Regions from separate parts of the Oryctolagus cuniculus genome. Here region 2 is linked to region 1. The links are chromatin contacts, called in public Hi-C maps. All regions are on one chromosome and are shown on one strand. Each heading gives the region's core, a stretch centred on a gene start, on an enhancer-like site or on the middle of the called end of the contact. The rest is flanking DNA. Distances are from core to core; before and after follow the strand shown.

Region 1 (5,509 bases), core at 1,576-4,075:
GCCCTTTAAGGTAAGTATTAGTTGACTATCATTTCCAAAGAAGGAACAAAGCTCATTTCTGCTAAGTTTGCATAATTTAGAGCGGCAATGCAGGTCAAGGGCATGCTCTGTCCACTGTGTCACTCTGGCAAGTTCTTTGGAGTAACAAGACTCCTTTTCTAAAACACGAGTGCCTCCAAGACAATCACCCCTGTCTCAGTCTGTCCGGGATGGTCTAACAAAATATCATAGGTGAGGGGATTTAAACAACAGACGTGTATTGCTCATGGTCTGGCAACCAGCAAGCCCAAGATCAAGTCCCAGATTCGAGTCCTGGTGAGGGCCAGCTCCTGGCTTGCAGAGGCCGCCAGTCTTGTCCCCTTGGTGTGTCCTCACAGCAGGTGCTGCAAGCACGCTGCTGTCTTTTCTTACAGGGCCTTTAGTATCATCAGGAAGGCCCCGCCCTCACGATCTCCAACTCGAATAACCTCCCCAAAGCTCCATCTCCACATATCGTCATCTGGGGCTTAGGTCTCTCTCTTTTTTTTTTTTTTTTTTTTTTTGACAGAGTGGACAGTGAGAGAGAGAGAGAAAGGTCTTCCTTTTTGCCGTTGGTTCACCCTCCAATGGCAACCGTGGCTGGCGCGCTGTGGCCGGCACACCGCGCAGATCCGATGGCAGGAGCCAGGTACTTCTCCTGGTCTCCCATGGGGTGCAGGGCCCAAGCACTTGGGCCATCCTCCACTGCACTCCCTGGCCACAGCAGAGAGCTGGCCTGGAAGAGGAGCAACCGGGACAGAATCCGGTGCCCCAACCGAGACTAGAACCCGGTGTGCCGGCGCCACTAGGCGGAGGATTAGCCTAATGAGCCGAAGTGCCTGGGGCTTAGGTCTTTAAAATGACTTTGGGCAGGGAGACACATTCAGACAATAACAACCCCCACTGGGCCATCAGATTCCAAGCAGGCAACACATTGGTGGTTAAGCAATCTGCAGCCTAATTTCCTGTTCTTCAGTCCGCACCCCTACGTGGGCACAGCAGCACTGCCTACAACTCGCTCTTTCCTCTCTGGAACTGTCAGAGACTTTGTCTTTTCTCCACATCTCCTATAGCAATTTCGCTTTCTACCACCAATCCTGCAGTATAAAAGCTGTGCATCTGCACAAGGGAATAACAAGGTCTTCTAAGAAAAATCCACTCTTTAGAGTTATTAGGAGTAACTGGCAAACACCAATTACACAAGGGACTTGTTAACAACTCCCGTTCCTGCCCTAGCCCCAGAAATCTTGGCTCAAGAGATCCGGGCATCTCATCTCATCTTTCTTGCGCACCTCCACTCATTTTGCTACAATGATGCTTGGACCACAGTTTGCAGAACACTGAGGCCCACAGATCTGGCAGTTAACCTGTATGTGTGTATATAAACGTCCACCCAAGGCTTGGGCAGCTGTGGATGTCAGACAGGAAAAACAACTTGTTCAGCTAATTTGCAAGTTAGTGATGGATACTCCCCGTCCGCCCTCCCCCCATCTAAATGGAAAGCTGACCCAGGTAGGATGGGGAAATTCAGGCACAAACGTTCAAAGACTTGTCAGTGGCAGAGCTGGGAACTAAATTCTGTGCCAGCTTCGTGCTCCGTCTATCATGGCGGGCTGCAGGTGGCGGTGTGAGCCTCCAGTGTGTGGTCACCTCCCCTGCCACTTCCTCTCCACGAGTGTCCTGGGCGCTGTGGCTGCCTCCCTGGCCTCTGCTGCTTCTCCCCTTCATTGTGCAGCAGGTGAATGGATTCCACACTCAACTCCACCAATCAATTAGTAACATCTTCCTTCCCTACCCGATTTCCCTTCTCTCTCACCAAGAGAACTTCTATTTTCCCAGCCCAGCAACGAGCTCAGATAAGAGTTATACTTTCCAGAACCCTTGAAGATAGGGAGGCCACGAGCCAGTTCTAGTCAAGCCATTGGAATGTCCCTTAGCAGAGGGCAGCTGGCCTATACTCTTGCCTGCTGCCCAGACCTCAGCCCCAGTGGTTGGAATGCCAGGCGCACTTGGACGAGGGCCTCGCCCTAGGAAGGAAGAGCAGAAACCAAAAGCAGCCCGAGTGCCTGATGCCACCAGGGAGCTCTCCCCACAGTCTTGGGCTGCCGTCCTCTACACCTCTTTATATACAAGAGAAAAACACTCCTATCACGTTCAAGTCCTAGCTGTTTGGGTTTTCTGTGGCATGCAGCTCAATTCCTCATCTATGTTAACGACAGGGATTGATCCAGGCCAATTTCCTAAGAGTGGAATTTAAGATTTTTGTTCAATGCGGGAAGCAGGAAACAGTTTTCTGACCTTACTCCACAGCCCACTCACAATGTGGCTGGGCTCAAGTTAGCAGATATCCAGGGTTGTCCTAAGGGATCTGACAGATAACCCTTCCGTGTAGACATTCCTGCCTCTGACCTAATGCTGTTCCCAATCTGGACTCCAGTTAGGCAGGGTGGAGCAGCCAGCATTCGCATTGGCCAGGTCATCATGTCTATCCTCACCCAAGCTGCAGAACAAGGAACGCGTGACTGAGGCCCTGTGTAAGGCCAAGTTCAAGTTGTCTGGTTGCCAGAAGATCCAGCTCAAAGTGAGGCTTTACCAAGTTTAAAGGGGACGAATTTGAAGACACGGTGGCTGAGAAGTGGCTCATCCCAGATGGGCGAGGGGTCAAACACATCCCCGGCTCACCTGAACAAGTGGCAGGCCCTTCACTCGTGAGAGCTTCCACTATCCTGAGGTCTCTTTTCTCAAATCAACAATAATCAATCCTATTTGCTGCCAAAGAAAACAAAAAGAAATGAAAATTCCGAGCCCTCACCCCCGATCTGTGGAATCAGCAGTCTGTGTGGATAAGCGCTGAATGACTGAAGATTCTGAAGCTTGAGAACCACTGAGCTGGAGATGGACAGTGAAGCAGAGCCGCAGCCCTGGTTAGGACTGGCCTGGACTGTACCTTTGTTTGGACTTCTCGGTCACGCAGGCAGATACTGCACATTCCCCACTTTGTTCAAACTGGTGTAAGCTGTGCTTGTTATTTGCTCCTGAAAACATCCCTCGAGATTGCTGCTGCCCTGGCTGCTGTTCCTAACAGGGCAGCAACTGCCACCCAGAATATTCTGTTCCATGTACACCTGAGACAGATTTGAGTAATAATGACATCAACAGCACCTGCCTCGGAGAAAGAAAAGGCATTTTATTAGATTTAAAACCATTGCCAGACAAGATTTCCAGATGACTATGTCCAAATATCCAAATATACAAAATCTTTGTGTTTGTATGGAGATTTAAATACGAAAATCCGATTCAGAAGAGCACACACACTCCATATGTTTTATACTAGACCGTAGTAGTGCCTGTGGGTGTTTGGAAATCCAGTCTCTTGCTGGGTCCCATCCCTGGCAGCCCCTCCCCCCAGCAGCCTCTCTCTTCTAGGCAGGTGATGCTATTCACCTGGATGCATCCTGTTTTTTTTTTTTTTTTTTTTAAAGATTTACTTATTTATTTGAAAGTCAGAGTTACATAGAGAGAGAAGGAGAGGCAGAGAGAGAGAGGGGTCCTCCATCCACTGGTTCACTCCCCAATTGGCCACAATGACCCGAGCTGCGCCGATCCAAAGCCAGGAGCCAGGAGCTTCTTCCAGGTCTCCCACGTGGGTACAGGGGCCCAAGGACTTGGACCATCCTCTTCTGCAGCAGAGAGTTGGAAGTGGAGCAGCCGGGACTCGAACCGGCCCCCATATGGGATGCCTGCACTGCAGGCGGCAGCTTTACTTGCTATGTCACAGTGCCAGCCCTGCACCTTCTCTTTCTTGGGCTCAGAGTAGGTTCTCTGTTGCTGCAACCACTTCTCAACAGCAGCCACTCCCAAAACTCAGGCGCTTAAATGTGTGATCAGACTTGGCTGTTCTCACTGCTCATGCGCAGGGCAATCCTGGGCTTCTGGTGACCAGAAAATCTGGCTCCCCAACACTGCCTCAAGTTACCAGCAGAAACTTCTGGTTTCTCGTAGAACACAGTCAAGGCTACAGTGGCAACTGAAGACTCACAGCAGGAGACCACCTCGCCCCTACTAAGTGCTTGCTTTGTGCCAGAGCTGTGCCCACCTCTGGAGCCAGGACAATCCGTGAGCGTTACCAGACTGCCCACGGCAGGGGGATGAATGGGACTGTGGCTGCATCCTGGCTCCTGTGTAGGGATTGCATCACTTTTGTAGAAAAAGCCAAGAACATGGGTGGCCCATGCTCCCTGTAGAAACCGTCTAAAGCCAAGGTTTCTGCATACAGGAAACTGGCCTTGTTGGGTACCTGAGCTTTACCTGTATCTCCCAGGTCATTGCCCACCCCCATCCCATGCCGTAAGAACTGTGGCTCCAGCAGGGAGACAACACCAGCTGTCTACAACGTAACACCTTCATGTTTAGCCACATGAACCTGCTGCCCCGAACTGGAATATTCACTGCTCCCCAAACTCGTTGGTTTCATCTCCACCTCCGGGTGTTTGCTTGCACCAGCCTCCTGCCTGGATGCTCGGCCCACTGGTTACTGGTAGGACACATCTCTCAGGGCTGAACTCCAGGCCTGCCTGCCCCATGGCCTCTTCTCTCCAAGGGCTCTGGCCCTGTTGGGTCACTTTCTATTTTAGACTCCCGCCCGGGGCACTTGTTGTCCAGTTGCGAGCTTATTGTGGCACTTGCGATATAGTCTCAGCATGACTTTGTTTATTGCCTTTTCAGGCAAGCTATGCCAGAATCCTTGTTCAGAGGGCAGGGCAGGCACGGTGGCTTGCTATTCCATGTAAGGGTCTGGATAAGAGGCAGAGTCTGGGGACAGCCTGGGAACAAGGTTCCACAGGACACCGTGCATCTTGGGGCCCATAAGACATCCTTGGAGCATAAAAGGAAGCGGGAAGTGGTTATTTCTTCAGGAAGGGCCCCAGCAGACAGAACTCATTCAACTGCAGCCTGTTGGGCACCAGGGACCCTAAGGATAGGCTTGATGGAGGGGAAAGAGGTGCGGGGTCGAGCTGTCAGGTGATCCCGAGACAACAAGGCTGGCAGGGCAGCTGGGAGAACGGAGCTATTTACATCCCCAATCTGGGAACGGTGGCCAGGGCTCTGTGCAGCTGGGTGGATGCTTTGGCACACGTCATGGAGACAGCATGCTCGTGTCACACACATGCACCAGACAGACTCGGGCCATCACCACGCTCCCAGTCTGGAAGCTCTGGGGTTTCACGTACTGCTTTCCTCTCTCCCAGCGTGAGTCCCTCCCATGGGGGTTAGCGCTAAGACAGATGGCTCGTCTCCCAGCCAGCTTCTGGAGAACAGGCCACCCCTAAAAGTGGGGGCAGGAGGGTCACATGAGAGGGAAAAGCATCACGGCAGATAAGGGATAAAACTTCAATCACACACGTAGGCTTTTCCTAAGAACTTTATTTCTCCAAAAAGGGAGGGGGGAGGAATCCAAAGTATTAAAATAATCCTCAAATTTCTGTTTTGG
Region 2 (5,509 bases), core at 1,003-3,502, 160 kb before region 1:
GAAGCTGACCCTGCACCACGCACCACGAGGTTAGGGGGAATGGAGGCAGTGGTGAGTTCTGAGGAAATGCGGGAGTCACAAAATCAGCTGCAAGCACTTCAGCGTGGACACGCACTTCTGTCTTTCATGACATGAAGTTTAGGTTGGTGAGCGGATTTCTGGCCGATTAGTAAGGCACGGCTCAAGACAGGGTTTACAGAAGATCCCTCAAGCTTCCAAGTCGTCCTGCTCATCGCAGAGCAAGTCGGCAACACAGGGAGTCGGGCGCATGTTCTCCAACAGGAAACAGGAAAAGTAACTCCTTGTAGCGCAAGTCAGGTCCCCAGAGATGAGGAGGCAGATGGCAGCAGCGCTGGCGGGAGCCCAGGGGTGAGGGCCTTGCATTCCAGGTGCAAGGAAGAGAACTCACAGTGACGAAAAGCCCGGGAAAGGCCGTCTTGATGAGCCGCCTCCACTGAGCCTCAGCCGAGTCTATACAGGGCCCCAACCCCCTAACAGCCCAACCACCTTTGGGGGTTCCTGGAGAGGACATAAGAGTCCAGCAGACTCCTCCTACCCAGAAGCAACACGTGGGAAACATGGACACCTGGACCCAAGTGCCAAAGCCTGCATGCCCCATGCTTTCTCCTATGCACACCTGCCCGCGATGAGGTTTCCTTTGTGAATTAGCCACAGTGAGAGATGAACAGTAATTCAGAAAACTAGAGCAACTCTAACAGTATGCCTGTGTGCTGGAATACAAGTGATTTAAAGCTTATGAGCTGCTCAGTTCTGGGTTCTTACATTTAATATTTTTAGAGCACGGTTTACCTTAGGTGGCTGAAATCATGGAAAGCAAAACTATGAATCTGGAGGGTCTACCATAAGCTTTGAAAGATCTGGAGGAGCTGGCACTGTGGCGTAGCAGGTTAAGCCACCGCCTGCCACACTGACATCCCATATAAGCACCAGTTCAAGTCCTGGCTACTCCACTTTCCATCCCGCTCCCTGCTAATGTGCCTGGGAAAGCAGCAGAAGATGGCCCAAGTGCTTGGGAGACCAAGGTGGAGTTCTGGGCTCCTGGCTTTGATCTGGCCCAGCCGCAGCCACAGCCACAACCATTGCAGCCATGTGGGGAGTGACCCAGCAGATGGAAGATCTCCATCTCTCTCTCTCTCTCTCTCTCTCTCTCCTTCTTTTTCTGTACTGCTGCCCTTAAATTAAAAAAAAAAAATATTTATGAAAATAAAAAGAAAGGTCCTAGAAGCCCATCCTCCAGGAACAACAGTGATGGGGTGGCAGGGACCCAGTGCAGACCACGCAATTCTAGAAGGCACAAATGCCAAGGGTCTCTTTATGTGCAGCTGAGCTAAGCTGAACTCCAAAGTGGTTTTCTTTTCAAATTGCTCCCAGCTTGGATCCGTAGCTTGAAATCGCCACAAATGTGATTACAGGTTAAAGTTCAGGGTGCCCGTTTGGACAGGATGTGGGCTCGGACTTCCAGTGCACTCCCAGGGAAGGGCAGAGAGAACCAAAGCCTCTTTTCTCCTCGCTTTCCAACCCGGCAGTGCCCTTTCTATAGCTTGGGCAAAATCGACGTTAGCATTACAGGAGAGAACAGATCTGCCCCGTCAGCGCCTCTTCCACTGGGAACAAAGCACAAAACCCAAAACATGTGGCCCAGCACGCAGAGGCCTCCGGGCCCACCTGACTCGTCCAACCCGATCAGAGGCGAAGTGCATGATGCCACAAAACTTCTGGGAACCCGGGCTCCAGAGGGTGAGGGGCAACCTGGCCAACGCAGCGCAGCTGATGCACAGCAGATCTGCCCGACTCGGGAAAACACCGGGGGCTGAAGTGCGGCCCAGCCCTCACTGGCCCATTCTGTCCAGAAGGAAGCTGACATTTGAACTGCATCCTCTCCCCTTCCTGGAGAGCAGAGGCAGGAAGGGACTGCAGGTGACGTCGGCCAGGGGCGGGCCTAGGTGTGGCATCAAGGCAGCTTCTTCCAACTCAGCCCAACCCGGAGGTTCCCAGGAGGCCAGGTTCGTTCTCAGGGAGATGGGAGCTGGCAATCTCTAGGGAGAGTCCAGGCAGTCCATGCACCCCGGACGCACCCCAGAGCGAATGTCTGGTCTCTGCACTGACCCTCCTCCCGGAGGAGGGACAAAGGACAAGACCCCTGGACTCAGTTCTTCTCCATGCTCACTGGCCTCCAGAAAAGAACACACACACTGGAGCTCACACTCACACACACTCACACACACACACACACACACACACGCAGAGGAGGACCAGCAAAGAACTGAGGAAGTAAAGGGAATGCGTCCTGAACAAGCAAGGGTTAAGCCTCAAAGTATTAGTCAGAGAAGGAAGAGGGAAAACCATGCATGATCTGCTATGAAGAAAGAGAAGCACCCCCTCCCCAGGCGAGATACCTGCAGGGAGTACCAGGCCTGAAGCACTTTTCACTGTCTTCACGGGAATGATTTGAACAGCAGAAATAGAGCGTGCACGTAAAGGGCCGGCAGTTGCTGAAAACACAAAAGGGTAAATGGTGCCTCCAGAAAGAGCATTTGGGAAACACTCAGGCAGTTGAGGAACTGGGCAGGGACAATGGGAGGAAGTCGCCCCCACGAAAAGAACAATACACAGAGCAGTGGATGCAGTAATTAAAAATAACCCGCTTTCCCTCTTCAAGGTTCTGGGCCAAGACGGCAGAACCCGCCCTCCAACCAGCCCCCAACCCCAGCTGGTCAGTGCTTATCAGTGTCTCCTGCCACACCAGGCGCCTGCCAAGGCTCTGGACAAAGAGATCTTCAGAGACACAGATGGCCTGGCAAACAGAGGAAGGGGACAGCAGTCAGGCCCAAGGGGCCCCTTGGGAGAATGTTGGGGTGTCTGTGCTCCAGCCAGGGCTCCGAGGAGGACAGCCATGGCCCAAGGGCTCCGGACAAGTGGAGGAAGTAAAGGAACACATTTGTGGGTTGCTGGGTCCCTTCACCATCACAGCTGCCACCCCAAAACCACAGCATCTAGGGTCCTGTGCCTCTGACAGTCATAGGCCTCTGGCCCATGCAAATCAGAACCCCCATCTGCTGCATGGCAGATGGTCTTGCTTAAACCTACCTTCTCCTGGGCTGGAGGTGCCAAGTGGCCAAGTGCATGCTTAAGACTTTGGGCAGTACCCAAGTGCAGAGTTCATGATGCTGACCCTCACTGGGCTAAGGTAGAACAGGGAGACTGCCCAGGATGTGGGGAAGGCTGCAGTCCCCTGGTCCTGGGTGCCCGTGCTTACTGATCTGTAGGGTGCCTGAGCTCCCTGCCTGCCCAGATCCTGCAGTCCCCATGGTGGACACGTCCTCCTTGTCCTCCCTCTTTAACATCAGCACAGAAAATGCCAGCCCTTGTGCTACGGCACCGAAGTCGCTGCAGAGAGTAACACCCTGAGGCCTTGCAGCCCTGGATCCTCAGAACACTGGGTGGGGATGGGACTGCTGCTTCTGAATCGGCATTGTGCTGGCAAGCCTGCCAAGGGGACAGGAGAGAGGACCTGGGTGGCAGACACTTGAGCCCAGCACGCCATCACTTCGTAAGGCATATGGTAGTCACATGGCGTATGGCTGTCACTGAGTCAACGGTGACAGCAGCATGTGTATTAAGACACAAACAGGCTTCCACAGCAGTCCTACTGACTGCTCCGAATCACCTGGGAGACTGGCCCCCAGGTGTTGACCATGCTAAAACACTCCCCTGTCACACAGGCACTGCCCGAGATTCCCTAAGCACAACCCAGCCAACACTGTCCAGGACCCCGGGGACACCGCAGACGGGCCCACAGCAGTAGCGGAGCAGGGTGACCCCGCTGGGAGGTAGGGAAATCTGGAGAGCGGCAGGACACCTGCTGTGCCTTCCTCGCAGGCTGCTCCCACTGAGTCCCCGCTCTGCCCCGGCTCAAAGGGAACACCTAGCGGAATCCGACAGAAATGCAGAGGCTGAAGTGTGAAATGACTCTTTGGGAGAGATTGTGTTTTGACTTAGACAACCTGTTCCAGGCTTGCCACTCTTGCTTTTTGGTAAAATTTTGCTTGGTGAGCATTCCTGGGCTTCGCAGAACGCAGGATCTGGGGCAGGAGTAACTGCAGCAGATGGTATGGTCCATGAGAGCACTCCTCCCACAATGCCTGTTAGTGAGGGGCAGACCCAGGACTTGAACCTGCGCCTCATCACTCCAAGTTCAGTGCTTCGCCACAGTGGCATCGGGAGCACGGCTGTGAGGCTCTCAGCCAGCCATGCAGAGGAGGTCACAATGACCATCTCCAGGGCAAAGGGGACCTCAGAGGTCTTCTTATCCAGCACTCACTCCACATTTAAATCTTCCATCCTAAACATTTTTTTAAGCTGAAACTACAACAGGACGCATTTGAAACCAAGTCAGCTGAAATCATTTACTTTAATGATTAGGCCCCTGCTCCCAGGTCAGGACTAGGGATGGGTCACTGTCTATCACAGGTGAAGGTGAAATGCCAGGGAAGGGGTTTGTCGGGCTGGGTGCACTTGCGCCGGCGTGATGTAAGCCTCGGCCAGGTCTTTGACCCATTACTCATTGTGTCCTTGTGAGATGCGATAGTTTTGAAGACGTGGCAGCCTTGGACTCATGAGACACAAAAACACACCCCAGGTCTCAGAAAATTACCATAGAGAATAGGTGTCCGGTTCACAGCCTTATCAGGCTAACAATGTTCCCCTCACCTCCACCCCCATGCAGCCGGGGTGGCCCTGGCCAAGGCGCTCTGCACCACCCACAATCGCCTTCCAGGATGGAACCCCTCGCTCTTCAGGAGCCTTACCTTTGTCGCGCCCATCGCTGCCGGGTGCCAGGCCGTTCAGCATGGCCTTGGACGCAGCAATGTCACACTCTGAAAGAGAGGAAGGCAAAGGACGTGAGGTTGTGCCTCTGCTTCCCCCTCGGTTACTGAGTCCCAGGTGGTAGGAGGGGCTGGGGACTGGGTTGAGGGGCAGCAGAGGGTCCTGCCCTCACAAGGCCCTGGAGTGGCTCCATCCGTCGGCTCTCTCGGGCCTTAGATAGGTCCCCTGGAGCATCATGGGAGAGTCTGGAGACCGCAGTGCGGCTTGAATCTGTTGAGGGTGGGATGTGTTGTGGGTGTGGGAATCCTCCTGCCTCCTAGCTATGGTTTCCTTTCTGACATTAAAAAAAAAAAAAATCTGCTTAACTCCCTCCAAATGGCATTTCCTGCCTGAGTCACCCATGCAAAGGCCGGCTCAGATGCGTCCCTGTGCATGGAGCTCCATCTGTCAACCAGGACAGAGACCTCCAGCTGTTGGACACGTCCCCTCCCTCCCAACACCCCACCTGTCAGAGTCACGCTATGCTTCCCATGACATGTCTGTGGACGCTGCCCCTCTCACACCTCAGTCTGGGCCTGGGTCATTGTCCCAGAGGTGACACGGCTTCCTGAGTGTCCTTCCCTCTGTGCGTCCCTCTGTGTCCCAACCTCAGTCTACACCC

The links. Hi-C and Micro-C count contacts between places; a contact is called where the count stands out from the background.
Region 2: a Hi-C map of embryonic fibroblasts shows a contact between it and region 1, with 4 times the contacts expected there. The contact joins two enhancer-like sites. A contact is called at or near these places in 5 of 6 Hi-C or Micro-C datasets (ear pinna, embryonic fibroblasts, psoas muscle and 2 more).

The regions. Positions count from the first base shown.
Region 1 is chr15:34,062,382-34,067,890 of mOryCun1.1, reverse strand. ALDH18A1 (aldehyde dehydrogenase 18 family member A1) reads right to left here. Exons shown (of 18, transcript XM_008270243.4): 18 at 5,425-5,509. Among named protein-coding and RNA genes, the nearest start is that of SORBS1, 35 kb to the left of the region's middle. Within about 2 kb of position 2,825, at least 1 of the 8 cell types and tissues checked has an H3K27ac peak or open chromatin away from gene starts, as enhancers often do.
Region 2 is chr15:34,224,279-34,229,787 of mOryCun1.1, reverse strand. It overlaps SORBS1 (sorbin and SH3 domain containing 1), which reads right to left. Exons shown (of 34, transcript XM_051823967.2): 3 at 4,830-4,898; 4 at 2,418-2,513. Among named protein-coding and RNA genes, the nearest start is that of PDLIM1, 130 kb to the left of the region's middle. Within about 2 kb of position 2,252, at least 2 of the 8 cell types and tissues checked have an H3K27ac peak or open chromatin away from gene starts, as enhancers often do.